Regions from separate parts of the Mus musculus genome. Here region 1 is linked to region 2. The links are chromatin contacts, called in public promoter capture Hi-C maps. All regions are on one chromosome and are shown on one strand. Each heading gives the region's core, a stretch centred on a gene start, on an enhancer-like site or on the middle of the called end of the contact. The rest is flanking DNA. Distances are from core to core; before and after follow the strand shown. Region 1 holds the start of Sult1a1 (sulfotransferase family 1A, phenol-preferring, member 1). Region 2 overlaps Xpo6 (exportin 6).

Region 1 (4,891 bases), core at 693-3,192, 500 kb before region 2:
CCACCTCTGTGTTTGTTCCTGTGTCACCGCCAAACCCTTTCCCACCTAGCTTTCAAGGACCCCCATACCCGACTGGGGTAGTCCATGGCAAGCCAGAAACTGGAAACAACCTAGATGTCTTTCAACTGAAAAATGTCTGCCTGTGAGTGTTGGTGCCCCCCGTGAACACATGTATCAGACTCCCTGGAGCCGGAGTTACAAAGGACTGTGATATAGGTCCTGGGAATTGAACTCATCCTCTGGAAGAAAAGTGTTCTTAACTGCTCAACTAAATTCTCTGCCTAACTTCTGAATTCTTTCTCCAGCACGCTACCCATTTCAGTATCTTGGATTTGGCAGTTGAAGTGTTACGCTCTTTTAGAGGGACCATCAGACCTTGTTTTTCTTCTTCTGATCTGTGCACCTGTTGGGGTGGCTATGATTGACTGTCATTTGAGGACTCAATCCCCAGTATTCCTCAGGGGGTAGAAGCAGTTCAACCAACCAACAGTAGTATAAGTCAAACCAAATATAGAAATGCACTTTAGCTGAGTGGTGGTGACACACACATACCTTTAATCCCAGCACTCAGGAGGCAAAAGTTGAGGTTGAGGGTAGCCTGGTCTACAGAGTGAGTTCCGGGACAGCCAAGGCTACACAGAGAAGCCCTGTCTAATGGAAGGGGGTGGGGGTGGGGTCAGGAAACTCTCTAAATGTGAAGTCAACTCTGATGCTGTCATAAAGTACAGAAAATAAACTGCCCCCAAACAAGCGTGCCTGGGCAGTGAGGTCTGCTTTACTCCCAGAACCCAGAAGGCAGAGGTGAGCACAACTATATGTGCTCATAGAATCACATCTATGAGCTTGAGGCCAAGCTGGACTACAGATCTATTCCAGGACTACATAACAGAGAGACCCCGTCTCAAAAAACACAAAAAAATAGGTAAAAGTAAAACAGTATTTGAGTGAAAAAAGAGAAGAAGTTAGAATTTGTTGAGGTTGGTCTGCTGTTTGGCATTGTAATGCTAAATTCTGTCCCCTTAGATCCAGTTAGAAGTGAACTTTCACTTTGAGTAGCTTTTGTTGTGCAATCTTATTCCTTAAGTTAAAACTACTGGTAACTAAAGATGTCTGGGCAGAAGAGGGGTAGGAGGGCCTTCAGTTCCCAGGTCTGAGAAGAAAAGAGAGAAGGAAGGAAGAAGATGACCAGGGGTAGGTGCATCAGGGCAGCACGGTCATGAGGACCCGCCAGCTGGAGAAGGAGGCCCAGACAGAAAATGGCAAGTGAGTTCCCGAGGTTATTGACAGGGACGTAGACAAAATAGCATAGAGGGCTGATCTCTGCCCAGCTCTAAGACTTATTATAAATATACCGGCTTGTATCTTTTATTCCGGAGCTAAATGATCTAGGTGGGTTAGAAAACCCCAATTAGTGTTTATTATAACAGGAATCTATAGCTGTAAGAAACAGAAGATAAGAAAAACATGTTAGGAAACAGGAGAGAAAATAGCAAAAATAAAATAAATGTACACTAAAGAGGAGGTATGTGAGCAAAATTAGATAAACATAAGAGGAGAAAAAAAACCCCTAAACTTTAAAAAATAAGATCAAATTGGGAGTGGTGTCACATGCCTAGTACCCCAGCACTTGGCAGGAGCAGGATCAAGAATCACGACCACCCTCAAGTTATGTACAGAGTTTAAGACCACTGGGAACTACACAACACCTCTCAAAGTAAAATACAATTGAAAACAGTGAGAGTATAGAGAGAGGGAAAACACTAGGGTTGTGGGAAATAAAAACAAAAAAAGTGTCTTGGAGTAGCTGCTTCTGGGTTTGAAATGTGGAGCCCAGAAGTCAGGAGAGGCAGTTAAGTTGGAGATTTTCCCACTTTATTCTGTTTAAACTGGTGCTGAGCCCAGAGTTCAAAGGTCAGTCCCTCAGCAGTTACAACCCCTCTTTCTCGTGTACTAGAAAACTGCAGATTCTCGTTTCACTCCAGAGACTCCTCAGCTTGTATACTTTGGGGCTGCTGATGTCTAAGCCCAGATAAGCTTTCTGAGTGCCTGAGATCTAGTACTAGAGGACCCATCTTAGTACCTTCTTCTCTAGCTTAACATCAAACTCCCTGCAGGAAGGAGGCGCTGCATGGAGTTTCCCATACATCTGCACAGCTGAGGTAGTCATGAGCTTGTGCCATCTCTTACTCTCTTGCGATTCTGTTCCCGTTCCTACAAAACTGCACACACACACACAAAGGGTAGGTGATGTCCCCCACTTTAAGAGCTGGCAGTCTTCAGTCACCTTACTCTTAGCTAATGAGGGTGGGGCCACCAGCAGTCAATCTTCCCATTGGATTTATCTAGTCTTCTCATCTACAAATATTTACACAGCCACTGACCTCCCAGGAACTATAGCTAGTAAAACTGATTTGTGGCTGGGCAGTGGTGGTGCACGCCTTTAATCCCGGCACTTCGGAGGCAGAGGCAGGTGGATTTCTGAGTTTGAGGCCAGCCTGGTCTACAGAGTGAGCTCCAGGACAGACAGGGCTACACAGAGAAACCCTGTCTCAAACCTCCCCCCAAAAACTGATTTGTGATTACTTCTTGTTTTTAGCCCCCCCACCCCCACCCAAGTATCTTAGTGCCAAGCAATATGCCTCTTCCAAGACAGAACCAGGGTAGAGACAGACCTTTTAAGTATGCACAGGGCCAAAATGGATTCCTCAGGAGTTCTCTCACACAAAATGCCACATGTGGACTTAAGGTTTAAGCTTGTTCTGGGGATAAAGACACGAACTTTAAATTAAAAAAAAATAAAAGTCATACACACATATATTGTTTATGTGCAAGTGTGTACACATATTTATGTGTCATGTAGCAGTCAGTTCTCTCCTTTCATTGTAAGAGTCCTGTGGATTGAACTCAGACCATGAAGCTTGGCAGCAAGTGCCTTTACCATCTGAGCTATCCTGCTGGTCCAAAGCTGGACCCTTTGGTCTTTATTCTTCTTTCTCCCTGCTTCAGTGGCAGCAGGTGTACCAGCAAAGCTTTCCAGTCTGTAACCTGCGAGCAAAATGTTGGGAAAGATACAGTTCTGAGCTGCAACTCAACACTGTCCCTCCAGCGATGCGGCTCTGCTGGTGGCCCTCTGTATAGGTACCAAGTTCTGAGAGGATCCCCTCTCCACTGGTACCAGTTCTCTTCATAGGTGCATGCTAGTAGATCCCATGGCTCTAAGGCCTGGCACTGGATCCGAACGCCCACCCACAAGAAAAAAGATGACATAATATATGAATATATACATTCATACCTGCAATCTTAGCCCTTGACATGCTGGAGCAGAATTGCCACAAGATCAAGTCTACCCTGGATTACATGGTGAATTCCTAGTCAGCCTAGGATCCAGTATGAGACCTTGTCTCTGTCAGTTCCAAAGCCAGCATTCTTTAGGATCTCTCGAAGCAGTTCTCCTCTACTAAAGGAGCCATTCCCTTATTCTGGCAGAAGGAACAGATCTGTGGTACCTATTAGCACACTAAAAGGCATGCTGGCATCTTGGCTCCTCTCGCTCCCCTGGCCCAGAGGCTCCCTTTCTACCAGCTTCTCACTGTCCTATAACCCAGCTATCTCAGCTACGCATCCCCCAACCCCACTCTCCAAGTCCTCGTCTTTGTCTTCATCTCTTGCTATCCCATGCCCAAACCCACTTCTCATGGCCAAGTCCAGTTTTCTGGTCATATTCAGTCCACTTCTTTCTCTCTGGACTCTTCCAGATCACTATGGCTGAACTCTCCCTAGCATCTACAATAAAATCCTCCCCTCAGTCACACCTCGGAGTGGTCCTGTCATCAGTCTACATAGTCTCAAACAAACACAATTTCCTCTAGAGAAATGGGAAGTCTTGTCCTGATGCCCAGCTTTGCACAGCTCTCCTCTGAGATGACAACTCTGTAAGGGTCAGGAGGTGCACAGCTGTGGTACAGGAGCCTCTGCAGCCCCAGTGCAGCTTGATATTGCATCTTCACTCCAACAGCAGACAGAGGTCAAGGGGGCACTCCTCACTCCTGGAGGTGTGTCTCTCCCAGCTGCAGCCTCTTGTCTTTGCAGAGGGTGAAAATCTTTCTAGGGACTGATCTCCACCAGTCACGTGTGGTATTGGATGAGGTAGACTAGAGCCATGAAGGCAGGGGCACCTTCCAGGGCCTTTAGACTCACACTCCCATGAACACCCCTCCAACTCTGTTGCACCTCTAGTTCCTTGACCTTGCTCCTTCCCATCATTCTGGACTTTCCCTGACGTCAGAGGTTCCAGGCATCGCTGTGGTTGCTCTGATCGAAGCCCAAGGTGTCCTCAAGACTGGCTTGGAGCCAGCAGGTGTCCCCATCTGGCTACTTTCTTCCCTATGCCAGAGTGGGTTAATTAGAAAAGTCCCATTGTTCTACCTTAAGTTTAGGTAAGTTAGGAAGGAGTCAGAAGCAGAGCAAAAGAAACCCACTGTCCATGCTGTGGCCTGATTGGTGTTTTGTTTTGTTTTGAACAGGCTAAACCCACAGTCCACAGTATGGTTAACAGAACCCTGCCCTACTCCACCTCCTCCCCTTTTTGTTTCTGGAGAACAGCCAGTCCTAGCACTGTTTCCACTTCCTCCCACTTGGGACACAAAATCTCCAGCTCAAAGACCAATTCTGCATTCCCCACATTGCAAAGCCTACACAAAGATCCCTACCACTGAGCACCGAGGGAGGCATGGCTCAGAACCCCAGGTGAGTGGCAGAGTGGGGTGGCCACCTTGTCCTGCCCAGATACTGGTTCCACTGCTCTTCAAGTGCCAGCTAGTCCTTACACTTTGATTAGTCTGCCTGACTGCTGCCTGGGCCTCTAGCCTCTCTACTTTCTCCATGCATACCC
Region 2 (5,098 bases), core at 2,256-4,755:
AAATTGTGAGGGAAGATGGCACAAAGTGAGAAAGCACTGGGAAACTGCAGGCTCAATGGAGCCAGCCATAGAAAATAGGAAAAAGTCAAAGAAAATGTCAGAGTCTGTGACCTTTCTCTTCCTTTCAAGTTTTCTTTGATGAGGTGATTCTGAGCCTTGATTGGCTTTGGTTCCTTAATGAGTCAGAAGCACAGGTCTTTGAACTGCTTATCCAGAAACAGAAATAGACAGCAGCAGAAATCTAGGCAGGCAGCTGTGTACCCATTAACAATTCTGCAGCAGAAAATGTAGGTTTGTCTTAGGTATATGCATGGCTCTCCTAGAGGATTCTAGGACAGACATAGTTCATCATCCCATTTTGCCCAAAGATTTTAAGTGTGTGTGCCCTTTTCTGTTGGGGTTAGCCAGGTGAGTCTTGGGGAGGCACAGGCAAATGAAACAGCAATATATGACTTTGCTGTGGTGGCTGCTTTGGATATATAGGCAATAGTGGGACTCAGGTGGAAACTGTAGGTGTCTCTTTACACTGTAGTGAGTAGTTGTGCTAACTGATGAAAATACTATTGAAACTCAGGGTCTAAATTTTGAAGATGCAGTTTGAAAGCTCAAAGCACATGTACATTTTCTTGGACAATTTATAGCTGTTACAGCATGGGACACTCCAACCAAGAGTAGAACATTCTTAGATCCAAGGTAATTCTTCCCCAAAGTGACCACCGTTCTGACTGTCACACACAACTCATTCTCAGTGTTGTTTAAGTTTTTAGTATAAAGCATGTTGGGCATAGTGTTACATATCTTGAGTTCCAGCACTCAGGAGGCAGAGAGGCATGTGGATCTCTGAGTCTGAGGCCAGCCTGGTCTACTAGAGAGTTCCAAATCAACCAGGGTCACACAGAGCAACATTGCCCCAGGTGTGTGTGTGTGTGTGTGTGTGTGTAAAACAAATAGTGAAAGGGTGTGTTTTGACATCTTTCATTTGTTCATTTATGTTTATGAGATCCTTTGTTGTTGCTGCAAGACTCATTCATTCATGTCGTCCTATACTTATTTTTCTGTGTGTGGGTGTTTTGCCTGTGTGCTTGTCTGCACCATGTGCATGTCTGGTGTCTGAAAGGGTCAGAAGAAGGCATTGGCTGTCTTGGGACTGGAGTTACAGATGGTCGTAGTGTTCTTAAATGCTTGAGCTGTGTCTTCAGCCCAGTGAGTCGAACTTTGCTATTCTGGTGGTTGTGTAGTAGCCTCTAACATTTTAAATTTGTATTTCTCTGAGGTGAACACTTATTTAGATCTTTCTTGTATAAGTAACTTTGTCCAAAGGCTCTTGTCTTTTCTTTGTTAAGTTACTTTGTACTCTGATGAGAATTCTGGTTCCCATTCAGTGTTTTCTCCCATTCTGCAGCTTCCTTGTGCTCTTTGATGAGCAGTTGGGTTTGCTGCTCTTTCTTTATGTTTAGTGCTTTATTTGTCCCAACCATAGAAAGAAACTGGAACCTTGGTCATGTAGAGCTTGTTCTGTAGATGCTCTGTTGTTTTACTTTTCACATTTTGTGGCTTAAATTTATGTTTTTTCCCTCTAATTGATCTCTGTGTGTATGTGTCTCAGTGAATTTTATTTATTTATTTTAATACATTTGCTTGTATGTTTATTCAGGTGAACATATACTTATATGCTTGCCTTTTGGGAGTCTGTTCTCTCCTCAGATTGGCAGGCTTGGTGTCAAGGCCTTTACCTGCTGAGCCATTGTGAGTGCCCCTCACTTAGTTTTAGTCTTCAAGACCTGCAACAGAAATCTCAGCAGAAGTTGTGAAGCTAGCAGATTGATCTGAACCCTGAGATGCTGACCCTTCCTGTTGCAACTTAGAGTTGTGGGGGCTTTCCTCTATGTTCTTTGTCTCATTACTTGAGAGTGTAGTGCTGTGTGGTGTGTTAACCTACCAGTCTGGATCTGGCTTTGCCACTTGCTTGAAACAGCTGGCAAAGGTTTCCGTGGCCTTCCTGCCGAAGGGGCTGGGGATCTCCAGTATTCTTTAACTGTTTTCAGGTCTCAAATGTATCCTGTTTGTCTTCTACATCTGTTCTGATTGTTTACTCAGGTGAACTCTGGGACTCTTATTTTTAATAGTTTAATGTATTTTAATAACAAACTTACAGAAGACAGACGACATTAAAAACACGTACTTGCATGTAGGACAACTCAGAAAAGTATAGTGAGTGAGCGGAATCTACTGTATGATAAAAATGCTACAAACACCATTTAGTTGTTGTCAATAAGAAATTTACTTATTTTTTAAAAATCCAAATGCTGGCATTGTACAGACAATTTTAACAGGTTTATTTATAATTGTTATAAAGTGGAGCTGTTGAAATGTGTTCGCCGAAACATTCTGCTTGCATTAATGCTTTACATCTTGCATTTATATTAAAAATTCACACACAAGTAAATGTAGAGAAACTGCCAATATCTGATTCTGTTTTCTATGTTTCCACTCGCAATCATATACTTAGGTACTTTTGACTCCATGGAAAAAATATCTAACATTCAGAACTACTGATAACAGGAAGAAGAGGAAAAACAATTTTTTTTTGTTTTGAGAATGAAATGTTTTCCCTCATAGTGGACTCTTAAGCACTTTCTCTGCATATGTGGCATGCTAGCTGGATATCTTTTGGCATAATTTTTACACATTTGGCATGGTTAGCACACAGGTTGATATCTTCAAAAAGGCCAACCAGATAGGCCTCACTTGCCTCCTGCAAAGCACCAATAGCTGCCCTCAGGAAGCGCAGATCTGTTTTGAAGTCCTGAGCAATTTCTCAAACCAGACTCTGAAAGGGGAGCTTGCAGATCAGAAGTTCAGTGGACTTCTGATAGCGTCTGATTTCTCGGAGTGCCACAGTACCAGGCCTGTAACGATAAGGTTTCTTCACCCCTCCAGTAGAGGGCGCACTCTTGCGAGCGGCTTTTGTAGCCAGTTGTTTCCTGGGTTCTTTACCACCGGTGGATTTTCGGGCAGTCTGCTTTGTACGAGCAATGGTATGGGCACCTCCTTACTTACCCTCCTTCTCCTTCGGCTGGAGCTTGGCAAATGAGGCAATGCTGGCGTTAGAGAGGGGCAGCCCTGGGACTCCTTTTTTAACCACTGTAAATGAACACAATTTGAATTTTGATATTGCTGAGAAGTGATAGTGATTCTGTTTGGTACCCTCTGCAGACATGAATGAGTACAGTGGAGGAGATCTGACTACTTTTGTTTTGCAATGCTCCTGCCTGTTTTTATTTCGTATCTAAGACCAAGTCAATATCAGTGTAGCCATCCTTGCCTTCTTAGTTTATCCTGCGGTTTTGTATATAGATCACCATATTTGATCCTTGTAATATCCTGTGAAACACAGTAGTGTTGGAATTATTGAAGTGATCAAAATGTCAATAGCCTGGATCTGTGCTTGTTAGGAAATAGCTGGCGCTGCCTCTGATGGTTCTGCTGCATGTGCACGTTCATGTGCTGCATTGCCTTACAGTTGACGGAGCCTCTTGGGTTGTACCTTAGCCTTCTGTGCCGGCAGTGTGGGAGGCACAGCCTTGACTGGCAATGTTGGTGGTGTGTGTGGTGCTGTTCTTGTAATTTCGCTTATTAGGGGAGATGGCTGAAGTTTCTGTCTCCATAGTAGTAAATGACCGGCTAGAGGCTTCCAGACTTCTCAGAGTTCAGCAGGAAACAGGTTTAAAAGTGATCCTGTTGTCTTAAAAGGCTCTGCTATCTGCTAGTAAAGGACATTTGGGGAAAGGAAACAGTTAGGAAAAGAATTAAGAACTAACTAAAATAACAGGAGTTCTCAAGTAGATAATGCCAATGAGGGTTCAGACATAGCTTGTAGATGTTCAACTTTTTTGCACACAAACTGTATGGAGTGGTTTCCGATACTATTACTTAAAAATGTTTTATGAAATCTGGTCTGCAGTCTAGGTTGGCCTAGAACTTGTTTGCCATCTTCTTGCTTCAGCCTTCTTAGTGCTAAGACCACAGGAATGTGGCATTAGACTTTGCATGGGGTTTAGAATCAAGCTTACTGGTACATGCATCTGTTCTCTTGCTGAGTGAAAAGGAAGTGGAGATCTATGTGCAAGAGGGAACTGGGGTGCACTCACAGCCTCGGGCTGGGTTTTTTCATTTTCTTTTTTTTTTCTTTTTTGAGACAGGGTTTCTCTGTGTAGCCTTGGCTATACTGGAACTTACTCTGTAGGCCTAAAACTTAAGAGATCCACCTTGCTCTGCCTCTGGAATTCTGGGATTAAAGATGTGCACTACCATGCCTGACTCAAGGGCCTCCTTCTTAGCTGTTGTCTCTTCTCAGTCTGTCCTTTGTGGATCTGCAGCAGAAGTTAAACTTTGCGTGCCTGCCTAAGCTTTGTTCTTAGCTGTATACACATTCAACTCCTGGCTGTTCATGTGAGATTGAAAGCTGAATGTATGCAAGACTCCTGAAGCACCTTCAGAAACCACAAGAGGCCATGTGGCTTACCTTTGCCTGTATTAATAATTATTCAGGCAAGGGGTCCCAGGTTGTCTCTGGAGGGCCTGTAGGCCTCCCAGGATGTTTGTTCTACCTCTTCAGCCCAGGCCAGGACTGTTCATTTGCTTTCAGCTTCACTCTATAATTACATTTTGAATTACTTGTTTTTCTCTTCCTTAACATAAATAATTAAAATTACATGGCATGTATTTGTAGGAGATACTAAAGTTGGCTTCTAAGCCAGATGGAAATTTTCCTATTTTTCTGGCTTGCATTATGCATTTGAAGAATGTTGAACCAAGATGTTTTGGGAAGCAAATTACTCTTGTTGTGGACAGGAGTTGGAAGGCACTGAGGGCAGAGCAGTTACTGATTTTTCTCAAATCCCTTTGCCAGGCATCAGAAGAAGCCTCCCTCAGGGCGTTGGAAAGCCTGATGACGGAATTTTTCCATGACTGCACAACCAATGAAAGGAAGCGGGAGATAGGTAAGTGGGGTTTGGGGAAGAAGGAACTGATCCCTTGGTTGGTCAAACCTATATGTGCCCCTTGAATTCTTGGCTGCTTTGCTCTGGTTCATGTT

Evidence for each region. Promoter capture Hi-C pulls out the DNA fragments that hold promoters and counts their contacts.
Region 1: a contact with region 2 is called in a promoter capture Hi-C map of liver, with 3 times the contacts expected there. The contact joins two enhancer-like sites.

What each region holds. Positions count from the first base shown.
Region 1 is chr7:126,676,157-126,681,047 of GRCm38.p6, reverse strand. It overlaps Sult1a1 (sulfotransferase family 1A, phenol-preferring, member 1), which reads left to right and starts at 4,630. Exons shown (of 8, transcript NM_133670.2): 1 at 4,630-4,746. The coding sequence starts at 4,730. Within about 2 kb of position 1,942, at least 9 of the 459 cell types and tissues checked have an H3K27ac peak or open chromatin away from gene starts, as enhancers often do. A contact at or near this core is called in liver, where this site is marked.
Region 2 is chr7:126,174,063-126,179,160 of GRCm38.p6, reverse strand. It overlaps Xpo6 (exportin 6), which reads left to right. Exons shown (of 24, transcript NM_001311143.2): 2 at 4,913-5,003. Among named protein-coding and RNA genes, the nearest start is that of Xpo6, 24 kb to the left of the region's middle. Within about 2 kb of position 3,505, at least 27 of the 459 cell types and tissues checked have an H3K27ac peak or open chromatin away from gene starts, as enhancers often do. A contact at or near this core is called in liver, where this site is marked.